2 separate regions of the Mus musculus genome follow, and region 2 is linked to region 1. The links are chromatin contacts, called in public Hi-C maps. All regions are on one chromosome and are shown on one strand. The core of a region is the stretch at or near the end of the contact, and the rest is flanking DNA. Distances in the headings are between cores, read along the strand shown.

What was found. A called contact is a pair of places that touch in the nucleus more often than the background predicts.
Region 2: a contact with region 1 is called in a Hi-C map of cerebellar granule neurons, with 2.0 times the contacts expected there. The contact joins the promoter of Vegfc here to the enhancer-like site in region 1. A contact is called at or near these places in 5 of 39 promoter capture datasets (the 3T3-L1 cell line, the C10 cell line, hippocampal neurons and 1 more), 1 of 15 datasets of contacts at CTCF or cohesin (large pre-B cells), 3 of 484 Hi-C or Micro-C datasets (bone marrow-derived macrophages, cerebellar granule neurons and palatal mesenchyme), 5 of 115 datasets of contacts at active chromatin or transcription factors (the 230-238 cell line, bone marrow-derived macrophages, embryonic forebrain and 2 more) and 1 of 9 other capture datasets (adipose tissue).

What each region holds. Positions count from the first base shown.
Region 1 is chr8:53,888,436-53,895,268 of GRCm38.p6, reverse strand. No RefSeq gene overlaps it. Among named protein-coding and RNA genes, the nearest start is that of Vegfc, 190 kb to the left of the region's middle. Within about 2 kb of position 2,763, at least 8 of the 459 cell types and tissues checked have an H3K27ac peak or open chromatin away from gene starts, as enhancers often do. A contact at or near this core is called in cerebellar granule neurons, where this site is marked.
Region 2 is chr8:54,074,994-54,081,826 of GRCm38.p6, reverse strand. Vegfc (vascular endothelial growth factor C) reads right to left here and starts at 4,295. Exons shown (of 7, transcript NM_009506.2): 1 at 3,902-4,295. The coding sequence starts at 4,048. It overlaps Gm33153, which reads left to right. Exons shown (of 1, transcript XM_006509526.4): 1 at 1-5,757. The coding sequence starts at 4,054. The coding sequence ends at 4,893.

The DNA of each region.
Region 1 (6,833 bases), core at 1,514-4,013:
CATGAGCTCGTCCCACTGACCAGCAGTCAGTTTTAAAATGCAGTACCTCATGAAAATTAAAAATCACTGACTACTGCCATACAATGCTGTTTCAAAGGGCTATATTCAATCTCAAGAGTTAAAGTAAGACAACTGTAACAGGTAGAGTGGAAAACACTTAGATGTTAAAAATGAGATATTTAAAAAATATTTTATACGTCAACTAATTTATGAACAAAACATTCAATTCATTGCATATTAATATAAACAAAATGTTTTATGGGAAGCATGTTTTCAAAAGGAATAAAAATGTGAGAAGAATGGTGTGGCTTTATAATTGTGAAAATATCTCTAATGTATGGTTTAATTGAAAACAGATGTACCAGCAAATGTGCTTCCATATTTAATCTGTTGCAATATGTTGTTTTGGTTGAACTATACATAGAAAATATGGCTTTACATAGATATGAAGAAAGAAATTAGAGGAGTGTGTTAGCATTATTTTTAAGTAGCTGTAAAAGTCTTTAATACTGTACCAAACCTACAAATGATAGTTTAATAGTATAGTTGGTTCTAATCTCTGAAATTACATTAATAGTATATTTTCTATATCAAAACCCATTGTTCTGTCATTTGATAGTCTTTTGTCCACACACTCCTCTGAATAGCATGTACCAGTTATCAGGAAACTCTTATAATTAATTACATAGGTGTTTCAAATGCTGGCCCATTTCTACTAGATTATTAATCCTGTGCTTTCATTCTTTCCCCTTTATGCTTTGTGTACACACTAGAGGTTTTCCTCTTATGGCCTCCATGGGGCTCTTATGAAGCATCCTCTATCATTCTATTCTAAGTTGACAACTTTCATCACATAAATATAAACTAGACTTTGTCAAGGTGGTGGTGGCTGTCTCCAACCCCAGCACTTATGAGGATGAGCGAGAAAGTGTGTTTCAGGCTAGACATTGAGACATAGCAGTTCTTAGTCTAAGTTGAACTACATGATTGGACTCTGCCTCCTCCCCATCCAAAACGCACAAGCACCAATGAGATTGTTTAGTGGATACTAGCACTTGCTACCCTACCCATTATGATAACCTGTGCTCACTCCCTGGAAATTACATGGTTAAATTAGGGACTGATTTTCTCAACTTGTTCTCTGACTCGAGTATGCATGGCAAAGCATTTGTGTATGCACACACACACACACACACACACACACACACACACACACACACACACTCACATGTTAAATACACAAATACTATACTTTTCCTTCTTTCCTTTGTATTATATACTCTTAATATAGTTCTGTGAGTATTCATTTAAAGTTACTATAACTATAGTTATTTGGAACATACTCCTCTTATTATTTAAATTGGAGCTAAAGTGATTTGCACATGAATACTGCAGTATCAGAAAAATCTGAATTTGACCCTGTTATCAATAGTTTATGCATTCATATATTTTCTCAGTAGTCCATGAAACCCATCAATAGGAACCAGATTCAAAATATTTATTATGCATCAAATTCCAAAATAAATGCTCAGAAATGCACATCATAAAAATAGCTATCACCAAATGGATGCACCCTGTTAAAATACATGGAGTGCACATAGACTCATCTGCTTAAAACGTATAACACAGCACCCAAAGAGCCTAAAATATAGTAGATACTTGGCCATGATTACTGCCACTCCTCACTCATTTTTTCTGGAATTAATGAAAGGGCTATATTTCACAACAAGTTTTCTTAATTCTGTCTTCATTCATATCTGCCTATTTTTGGTATCAGGGGCTTCTCTTTTATTCTCAACCTGATGTTTTTATTTTTCTTCCAAGTGAAGTTTATTTATTCATTTTATTCTTTCTCATTATCTCTCACAAAGGCATAAATTCTGTTTTTCATAAATGACTTTTCTAAATGTCTAGCTTTGAGTTTCATGTCTCTGCTGTCTAATATTTGCCCCTTATTGGTGTGCCACAGGACAGAGAATATTTGTTAAATTACTCTCCAGAAGGAAGATGAAAATCAAGGATGATCTCAAAGATCAATTTTATTATGCTGTGTAACAACTACAAAATATTTGGATGACTCCAATCGGAATGATAAATTTCCAATGGCTTTTAAATTGTTTTAAATAAACATTAGGCAAATCTTAGAATGTTGTCATCTTTGAACAGGATGTAAATTACATCAGCCACATTAACAAATCACCATATGGTCGGGGCTTCAGAGGAATCAGACAGGAGCCAAGTACCCCCCTGGCAAACTAGGCATAAAAGAAACTGAAGAGTGCCAGCCTCAGAGAAACTTGATAACATTTCTAGCTTCGCTGTACTGTGAATTTGGCAGGCATGAGGAGACAAACTGACTTCTCTACATGTTTCAGAATTTAGTCCAGGTCTATTGCAGATCTGCAGAGAAGTAAATAGTTAAGTCCAAGTTGAGCAGAGCAGAATTTGGCAGGAGAGAATATCAGGAAATCCAATACAAAAATCGGATGTGTAGGAGGACATATTTGTAGATGTTCCTGATACTCTTATTTGTTTGGAACTTCATTATGGAATGGTGCACCTTAAATCTTCCTTCGCTAATTTATCAACATACCATGTCTCGTACACATTTGAATTTTAAATAATGTGCATATGTGAGTTCCATATTATACATTTTCCCAGGTTTCTATATTAATCTTTGCCCAGGCTCAATATAGTGCTACTCTGACAAGACTAGACTTTCGCCCACTCAATCCTTTACATAAATATGTGCATTCTTATTTGCTCAGTGCTATGGGAACGGTCTGTGAGGACTCTACCCTGTGGAGTATCTCAGGCATTTCCTGAAAGCAAGACTAGCATGTGAGCATTCCAAAACAGACATTTCAATCTAATTAATATTTACCAAATGCTGTCTCAATATGCTGGGTGCCATATCATGGTATGCTGTAAGTGGATATATTCTATTTTATATTGTGTAACTTTGGCCAGTTTAAGGCTGTTTGCTGCATTGTTTTAAAAATAGCTCCCCATTAACTGGTTAAGATGACTAGGAAAGTGGTTTTGTGTACTTCTGGTTTCTCAAATGGTTTCCTGCTTCAAAAAGTCAGCTGGATTCTAATGTAAGACACATTTTATAACTAACCAAAATGTTTGTTTTCATATTAAAAACTCCTACATTTTACTTTAAACTATGTGTGCTTTGCTGTCATGTCCTATAAATTAAAGTAAAAATTCATTTTCAAGCGCTTGTTTCCAATAAATATTTTTATGAAATAACACATCAAATAGAGAACTTCAATGACATCAAATATCACATTATGCCAAGGTAGATAATTCATTTTATCAACTATCTACTAGCAACATTCTTGGTGTGTATGAATAACATTTAGACTCTGAAAACATTTTTATTTTAATTATATATTAAAATACTAACTTGACTGTATTGAAATATTCTGGAAAATCAAGCAGGTTTCTAATATACAATATTCCCAATTAACTATTCCTGGAAAAGAAGTTTGAAAACTTATTCATAATGAAATATCTACAAAAATGTATAGTAGCAATGTCCACCTTATCTTTGGTGACTTAACAATGGCCTTTTAATCTCAATTATCCATCTCCTGAATGTTCTTTCTTATCAGAGAAAAAAGGATAGTTTGTCCTTAGGACTGTCCCCATCTTGCCTTGTCCCTAGTTATGATCAGAGAAAACAAAAGAAAATGCATTTGGATCTAAGGGTAAGGTTGTATCATCACTTACACTTTCAAAGAGAGTTTACATTGTAGATTTAGATATGAGACTCACCCTTAGGGAGTTGAAATACTAATGATGCAATTGTTTTTTAATTTGTATTATTACGTCTGTCTTAGTCAAGGTTTCTATTCCTGGACAAAACATCATGACCACTGTAATATCATTTATTACTCTTTCCTCATGTCTGAAATCAACCCATTTCTATCTTTGGTAGTCTATGATATTTTCTGCCTTCCAAGATTGATAGCCTTGATCTCTTGACATTCTGTGATGTGCCAAAGGAATAAAAGCTTAGCTCTCAAATGAACAGAACAGTATCCTACACTCGGGTTTCATTTAAACTAATTTAATCAAGATTTCTGCCTCTCACAATTCCCATATACAGAAATGAATCAGGAAGGGTACATATCAAAATTCTCATACTAGGAATCATGGGAATAAGATAAAGATATTTGTAGAAGAGTGTGAACAACTACTCATCTCCAGGGTACTATAATGTTCCTAAACTAGTCTAAAGGATATTAAATAATATTATTTAGAAAATAATAATATTTTCCACATAGCAAATAAAACAACCCTGAGCCATGAATTAGGCCTAAATATTTATAGACAAAGATCCAGTATTATTGAATAGAATTTTGGTCTGGTCTCAATAGAAATTGTGTTAGGATGTATAGGTGTATTGTGCTTCTAATTTTCTTCTTTTTTCCTCCCCTTTCCTTCCCTCCACCTCTCTCTTATTTCTCTTCATTTTAAAGACAGGATATTAATATATAGTTTGGGGTACCTTTGATCTTCCCATATCCCCTCCCAAGTATGGGAATTTCAGATATGTGCTCCAATAAGAGTCATCTTCCTCATGAGTGGGTGGGTAGGGGAGCAGGGTGTGGGGGGGTATAGGGTATTTCCGGGATAGCATTTGAAATGTAAATGAAGAAAAATATCTAATAAAAAATTGAAAAAAATTATCTTCCTCATCACAGTCAGTCACCATTTCCTGTAATAGTCTAGCATATTAACCACTTAATATTCACTACATCTAACACTCAGATTTTGCCGTACCAAAAATAAATCTACATTTATATTGCATGTGGCAATGACTCAAAAGTATTTTTTGACCAAATTGGGAAAGTCCCCTCCATCTGAGGAGATATAGGTAGCCCTGTAGCTGTGTTGGGTATTTTTCTACAAACAACAACCATGTCACTTCTTTCCTAGGTGCCTTATAGATGGGATGTGGTCTAGAGTCAATCTCTATCAGCAAACAAGCTTTCCTTCAGTCGCTCCTTTATTCTCACACCTTTGACTTTCTTCTCTTTAATTAACATGAATCTCAATTTTCCTTGTCTCATTTGTCTCTTCCAAATTCATAATCTTCATGTGAATTCCCAACTATTTCTTTTAGCACTTCAAAATCAACTAGTATAAAAATAAACTCTATTTTTCCTCCTTTCTCTTTTGGAAAACTGTTTTAGTGTTGAACCCCTTCTAAGTAGACTACTGATCTACCTTACATATACTCAACAAACCCAATAGAAGAGACAGTGTCCTGGGATTACTCCTTCTGAATGCAATTACACACAGTGAAAGCCCAAGCCTTCTAACTCAGCTCGGAAATTCTTTCAGGTTTCTTAGTCCTTCAACCTTCAATTGGTACTCAGCTTCATTCCTCATTCTTCATACTTGATGCACTTTGGTATCTTTTACTATCTCTACTCTATCCTTATATTTTCCATCATTACATTGAAAGAAGGATTATCTTCCTAATGTTCACATATGATTTCAATAACCACCTTTCTAAACATCTCTGTATAAATCCAACATGGTTAGCATCCATATTTATCCCTTAGGACAACTTTTAAGCCCATTATCATTTTAATCTGTACTTATCCAAAGTTCTAGCCAAAACATTCAATCCACAATTCTCTTAACATTATATAAATTTCCCATTTTTCACTTCATGTACTTTGTCTCCTCTGCCATACAATTTCTTTCTCTCTGCCAGCTTTAAAAATCCCTCATCTCCAAAGACTGTGTTAAAAAAACCACAGACTTTGTGATCTGTGACCCTTCAGAATGAATTAATCATCAACTGTTCTTTATCCCATTGTACTACATAGCACTAAATAATAACTTCCATACATAAAATTTTACCACAAGATTACACAAGTCCATTACATTATTACTTTTTATATTTTATAAAAATATAAGTTCTGACTAACAGTATGTGCTAAATGTACATTGAAAGAGTTGGAAAATAGCTTGGAAATGGTTTTATCCACTCTGTTTCTTAGGTTATCTATCTTCTAGGAGAGCGGTGACAGATGTTCATGGCCCACACCATCAGAATGAGATAGCATAATACTTAGAGAACTGTACTGTTTCATTATTGGGCAGTCTAGTGTCCCAAATGTCTCTTATATTGGGCTTAAATGTCCTGAGTCTTCCCCTCCTTCAACCCTTCATTAGTACTGTTTTTCTCCTCTGAAATTACACATAGCAAAATGCTTTTCAATATGCCATATTTCAATATTTGAAGTCATTTGGTACACCATGTCTATGGTTTCTCTTCATTAATTTAAGAGCACTTAGCCCTCTTCCAGAATGCTCATAATTCTTTTTTTCCTTATCTGTACATATTTTATTTATAGGTTTTCTTCCTGCCAGACATAGACTTCATCTGCAGGGTAGTAGGGCATGGATGGACATGAATGCTGCACTGCTTTGCCGGCACTCCCTACAATGCTGTTGCAGATTTTCTACTTTCAGGGGAGTTCTAGTTTTCTATTTCTGTCTCAATATCATCAGATCTTTAACTATTGGTGTCATAAAATGTATTGCTCTGGCCTTGATCCTTAATGGATGCTAGAATACCCATAACCCAGAATAAAGCATGTTGAAGAATGAAACCCTAAGTCTCCTATATAACCAGCCTAACTTGCAAAATACCTTATCATTTTACTTCAGATCATTTTATTGGTTCTATTAATTTGTATTCCTTGTATTTAAAATATTGCATCACATGTCGATTTGAAATTATATTCTTCTATGCAAATTGACCATTTCTTAGATAACTTGAAGTAATTATCCTGTCTCTG
Region 2 (6,833 bases), core at 3,046-5,545, 190 kb before region 1:
AAGTAAAACACACATAGATGGGGCTGGAGAGATGACTCAGTGGTTAAGAGCACTGACTGCACTTCCGAAGGTCCTGAGTTCAAATCCCAGCAACCACATGGTGGCTCAAAACAATCTGTAATGAGATCTGACTCTTTCTTCTGGAGTGTCTGAAGACAGTCACAGTGTACATACATATAATAAATAAATAAATCTTAAAAGAAAAAAATTTTAAAACACAGAGATTTATTTAAAAATGGATAAAGACAACTGTAAGCCAAAATATGTAAAGACATGGGTATTTTGTACAACACACCCTTTCAAGAACAAATTATGAAAGCATGAAATTTGAGGAAGGGAGTTCTGGAAGGAGTTGGAAAGGCAGAGTGGAGGATGGATATAAGCAAACTGTGATGTATACATAAATAAAATTCTCAAAGGAAAAACAATACTGTGTTTTAAATGTTTTATAGCTATGCAGGAAGACAAATATGATCAGTGCCTTGCTCAGCGATCATCAGAGGAGCTTCCTTCTGCCACAGACTAGAGCAAGTACAGACACTAATAGCCAGATTCTATGCAAAGAGAAAGAGACCTTGAAACTTGCAGCCATTAAATGGGATATCTCCATCAAAACCCTCATCTCAGGTCTCAGGGCATCCTACAGAAGAGGCTGAAAGAGGGTAAGAACCAGACCCGATGGAGAACTCCAAGGAACAAAACCCTCTAAATCAACATGAGCAAAACATACAAACTCACAGAGGTTGAAACTGTATCCAGAGAGCCTGCACTAGAGGAGGTTTAAGATATGAAAGGAGAAATGTACACATGACCCTACCCCAAACCCAGAATGAACAAAGGATTCTTAAGGGTGGGCTGCAGGCCCAGCAGTACATGGCTAACAGACCACAAACTTGCTTTGTAGTTTCCTTGTCACATAATGTCACTTATTCATTTTAAACTGTTTCTTGTGCCTTCTCTTGGGCTCCTTCCCTTCCATTTATTTGTTTATTTGTTTGCTTCGTTTTCCAATTCCAATGTATCAGTTCTTGTTTTACCTTATTATATTCCATTTTATTATTATTCCCATAGAAGCCTGTTTGCTTTTTTTTTTTTTTTTTTTTTTTTTTTTTTTTTTTTTTGGTTTTTGAGACAGGGTTTCTCTGTATAGCCCTGGGTGTCCTGGAACTCACTTTGTAGACCAGGCTGGCCTCGAACTCAGAAATCCGCCTGCCTCTGCCTCCCAAGTGCTGGGATTAAAGGCGTGCGCCAGCACGCCCGGTGCCTGTTTGCTTTCTAATAACAGACAGAAAGTGGAAGTTCGAGGAGCTGGAAGGAGTAGCCGGAGGGGAAACTGGAGTCAGGATAAATTATGTGAGGGAAAAAAACAAAACAAAACTATTTTCAATAAAAAGCAAAACTGTTTGATAACCACAGTCTGTATGAGGTATGTCTTCCTTCCGATTTATTCTTTGTCGTAAGTCAATGTCTTTTGTAAAATTTAGTTCTTCATCTCCGAATAAGCAGAGTCTGCTTTACCCAAACTGAGACTAAAAATTATTAGATATGGCAATCAGGTGTTCTTTCCGAGATCATCAGTTGTCATTAGTTTGATAACAAGTTTTGAATGTCTCTTCTTATGGCCACATGATACCATTGCCTTAGTTTTCGACCCTGAGCTGTTTACTTTAACATCCTTCAGAAAGTATTTTAGGACTTTTCATTAAATCATACAGTCATGAAGAAAAGAATAGAAAGGGGAACTTAGTAAATTCAGTTCCAATTATCTGGGTGGCCATGGCTACCACAAAGAAGATTGGATGCTGAGCTTTATACCATATTGGCTTTCCTATATTGTGAATTTTAAATTGCTACATGGGTTTTATTATTTAACAAAATTTTGTGAGAGCTAATTCTATGTATAATTGACATCCTGTGTGAATTTTGTGAAATACTTTCTTAGGATTTAAGTTGTTCCTGGGAAACTAACTGGTTTCCCTCCAGTTCTCCAATATTTGCTAATTGAGGTGCCTTGAAAGGCCACTAGGGAGAGACATGGAGTCTTCACAGCAGTGTTTGGGTCACTGGGTGCAAGTTCCACAGCAAGGATACAGTTTCCCTGAAGGCATCAGTAAAACAAGCTGTCAAAAGTTCTGCTTGCCCACTAGGGAAAGGCTCAGTAAGCAGAAGTATACTGCTCATGAAATTCAAACATACAAAATAATGTTTCCTCTGATAAGTTAAAAAAAGTCATATTACATACCAAATATCAGTTCTTATTCAACATACAATATTTTAAAAAATGATTAAATAAGAAAAGAAACTTTTGCAAACAAAATTTTCAGAGAAAATAAGATGTTTAATGACTACCAATGAGAAGATCCTTTGAAGGTGACCTCTTGGAACACACAACTGAGCTCATACAAACATCCATGCTCTGATACAGTCATTTGGGATTGACCCAGACGTGACAGACTCCTTGAATAAACTATTGGCTTATCTGAAAAGGCTTCTCATTTAACTCAAGGCGTCACGCTTTCGTACTGTAAATCAAAGCCTAGCTATCATAGGCGATGGTGATGTTGTCTGACTAAGTCACAAGTATATCAGTTTGAATTTGCAGAGGCAGAAAGTGAATAGGTCTGGCAAACTTCAAAGGCTCGAATTACAGGAAGTATGATTCTGTCCCGAGCTTTATTTCTGTGGCACTTAGAGACGAGGATATTCTCGTCATTGTACGTATAGTGATAAGCGTGTGCTGAACATTGCAGTTCTCATAATGGACTGAAAAATCTGGTATTTGTATTTTTACCAAATGTAGACACAATGGTAACTTGATATCTTATAACCTAGTCTTGTCCGTATTAAAGTTTTTCTCAGACAAACCTTTCCAGGGAAGGTGGTTTGACCTCTGCACATTCTGTGTATGTTCACCAATAAAGTCAACTGAAAGTTGAGAGTAACACACCCCCTTCTATTTTTTTCCCCCCACTTGCAGTCAGCTACTATAAACCACTTCAGTCTGCTTCCAGCCAGGGGGCTTCGCAGTGCCTTAAACACAAAACTTTTGCAGGAGTTCAAGATCCCAACTATTACGCCAAGTATAAACTTGAAGATGTTATAAACATATTCTTTAGAAGGTTCAAGTGAGAAGTACACAAGATAAGATAACTGAGTCAGACAATCGGAATGTCTTCAAAAGTCCCTTAACGTGTTCAGGAAAGATGCTATTTCTCTTTAAAACAAAATAAAACAAACTAATTGATACTTTGATTTTTTTTTAATCTTATAGCCACTGTTTAGGAAAAGAATTGATAAAGTTTAGAAGATTCCAATTTCTGTTACATCTTGGATTTGACCAAGTTCAAGTTAATTCTGAAATCCAAAACCTTTAAGCCCAGTTTCTAAATTTACTCACACTTTTTCCAAACTAGCTCACAGAGCCTGGGGCCCCTGCTATGCAAACTCCAGGAGCATAAAACTCCGTTGTCTGGTCACACACCCCAGAAGCTCTTTGGAGTCCAAAACCAGCCAGGAAAAGAAAAGAGCATTTCCTACAGCAATGAAATTCTCTCTGGAGCCATGCCACTGGGGCAGGGTGCAAACTCCTCTGTTGGCAGGAGACCACTATGAAGGAGAAGGAATCTGTGTGACTGAACACCTCTTGGGCCCTTCCCTCCTCTAAGTTGCTTTCCTTTCTAGTAACAGCTTTCCACTGGGGGAGAGAAAAAAAGAAGAGAAACTTTGCTCCAAGCAAGCGTGCACCAATCTCTAACTTTGGATCCAAAGGTTAAATAAATAATTATGCACACACACTCCACGGCAGGTTCTCTGTACACCCAGTAAAGCCAAGCCCACACACAGTCCAGGACTTGGGAGCCTCGGATCCTCAGCCCGACCCGACGGGGTCCCTTGCACCTACCTTGACCTCGCCCCCGTCGGGCTCCGCTTCCGAGAAGCCCAGTCCCGACTCGAAGGCGGCGACGGTGGCGGGCGCCTCGCGCGGACTGGGGATCAGCGCAGCGGCGAGCAGGGAACACGCCAGAGACAAGAAGCACAGCAAGTGCATGGTGGATGGACCGGGAGCAGGGAGGCCGGTCCGTTGGCTGGCGCAGGCTGGGGCGTGAGGCTGAGGTCCTCTCCTGGTCCCTGTCCCGTGGTTTCCTCCCGGGGACCCCCCTGGGCGAGCGTCTCCCGGGACTCGGCGGCTCGCAACTTTTGCCCTCGGCTCTGGCAGCCCTCACGGGGGAGAGGCTCCCGGGTGTCAGGTACGAGCCTCACAGGAAACCGGACATCCGAACTGCCCTCGGTGGCGGCCCGCGAGGTGAAGCGAGGGCGCCGGCTCCGCCGATCGCGGTTTTGTTTTTGGTGTTTTGCAAAGAAGAGGGGGTGGGGTGGTTAAGCCCAGTCACCCCGCGATGTTCCACTCGTCCCGAAGAGCCCTCGGGTCCCTCGTCCCCCCTCCTCCCTCCCCTCGCCCGAAGTGAAAGGAGCCGGGCCGCGGGAGCCGCGGGAGAAGGCGGTGGTGGCGGCGGAGCCGGGGGGCGGGAGGAGGGCGGCGGGGCGCCCGGCGGCGGCGAGGCCCGCGAGCTCCCGGGCGCTCGAGCCTCCTGCGCGCGCGGGGCCGAGCGGTGGCGGTGGCGGCGGCGGCAGCGGGCGCAGGGGCAGGGCATGACTGATGCGCCCTCTGCCTGCGCTTATGTGAGAGAAAGCGGCAAGAGGGAGGGAGCGTGCCGAGCCCAGTCAGCCCTCCCCTCTCTTTCCCTAGGAAGCTTGCTCCCTCCAGCCCCACGCTTTCCTCCAGCCCCACCTCCATCCACTCTCCTCGCTTTCCCTTTCTCTGCCCTTCTCTCTGGGCTCTGCTGGGGTGTCGGGGTGGGGAGGCAGGGGCTCAAGTCAGGTCTGGGGGCTTGACTCTCTCTGCAGGACCAGTTTTAGGGGCCACATGACTGAGCTCAGCTGCTAGAAAGATGGGGAGGGGGGAGCAGGTACAGTGGGTAGGAGACGCACGCTTTGGCCCTGGCAACCCCTTGTGGTAAAATCCTTCTCCAGACATTCTTTATCCTGAGAAGTTTGGGACCAGCCTGAGACTTCTAAAACACTTCAGAGAAAAAGATCAACATTATAGCAGAGACCTATGGGGCCATAGTGCCCTTCCCAGCACCACCACCTCCACTGTTTTCTGGTTTACTTGAAGCAAGAATGCAAAGAGGGACATCTCAGAATACAGGGCAAGTCATTCATGCTAAGATCTTAGTGATCTTCCGGAAGACCTAAAGTTCCATCTGAAGGACAGATGGTCCAGAATCTTAAAGAACATTGATAGAGACACACCCAAACTGTATCTGCAAGACACACCTTCCATTTGCAAGAGAAAGAGAATGAAATGGGACAATTTATATGCTGAAAGAGCAAACAGCAGTGATGCATTTATTCTCTGGAAAAGCACCTAGGAACTCTGCTGTCTTCCTGGTGATGGCATCTGCTTTCCTGGGCAGGTGGGCAGATGGCAGAAGTTCCACTTAAGCTGCATCAACAGCATAGAGACATGAAAGGTCTTGCCTATTCAAAAACTATACTAAGTGCACTAATGTTAAAAAGCCACAAAATTGTCGTTGGAGGAAAGACGTTTCCTTGTAATTCAAATAATATGATCTGGAGGTCTCCTTGCCCAACATTTCCGTGAGTGCTTAAATACCTCTACAAACAGTGAATGCCCCTTGCCCTGACTGTGCTTCCCTTTATTGAAGACTGACATCATTGAATCTTCCAACTACCCATTGCTTTTGACTTTGGTATTTTGCGTACTTCGTCTAATGTAAATTCCACATGTTAGCCCCTCAGATATTTGGAAATATCTGTCACGTTCTCCCAGGGCTACTTTTCCTACCAGTGAAAGATTCCTTTTTAGTTTAACCCGACAGTTCCAATTATCCTCATCCATCATGCTAAGTTTATCTTCATAAAGTACGCCGTTCAGAACATGGCTCCATACTTAAAATACCCCAACGAAGCATGCAGAAAAGGAGGGGTCTTCCTTGTCTAGAAAGCAAGCATTTGTTGACATAGCATTGGACCAAGTTTATTTTCTGGCAGCCAAGTCATGCTGTTGATGCAAAGAACTCTTAAAGTTGACCAGATTTCTCAAGAAATCTGCGTGTGTACTAATATTTAGTTATGTCTGCACTACTCTGCATTTGTGGCAGGAGTTGTCTTCTGGGCTCTAACTTGTGTCTCATGGTTTATCATGAGGAAGTCTTACCTTGCCACAGACGGCCCCTCACAAGTTGCTAAGGCAATTTGGGAACTTGACATTTTCTGTATGTTCCCTTCTTTCTGTGTTCCTGTTGAACTGGCTGGATTTTGACTCAAGTAGAAATGGAGTGTCCTTGGAATCTTGTCTCAGTACAGTGGTTCTTAACTTTTATTGCACTTGGAGTCACAAAGGGCGGTTGTAAAACCAGATGGTTAGGCATGCCACCAGGATTTAGGGAATTCTGGGAAAAGGCTTGGATGTCAGAATGCCTCAGATAGACAGCCTACACTGAGAACTGTCACACTTTTCCATCAATCTCAGGATTTAGCATGGTATGAATACCATAAAAATCAGCAAAATTAACATGTATCAAAATGAATTAGTGGCAAACTTTTTTTAAGATGGTTAGCACATGCACTCCACTTACATATATTTATCTTCCTGTTGCTAATTACTGTTTTCTGTAAATAAAGTCATAGCAAGACCTGTTTAAATAAAAGAAACATCAGTTGTCTTTAAAACCAATACAGTAGGGCTGACCATATAGCCCAATGTTAGAATGCTTACTTACCATGAATGAAGCCTAGGGTTTAAAAGA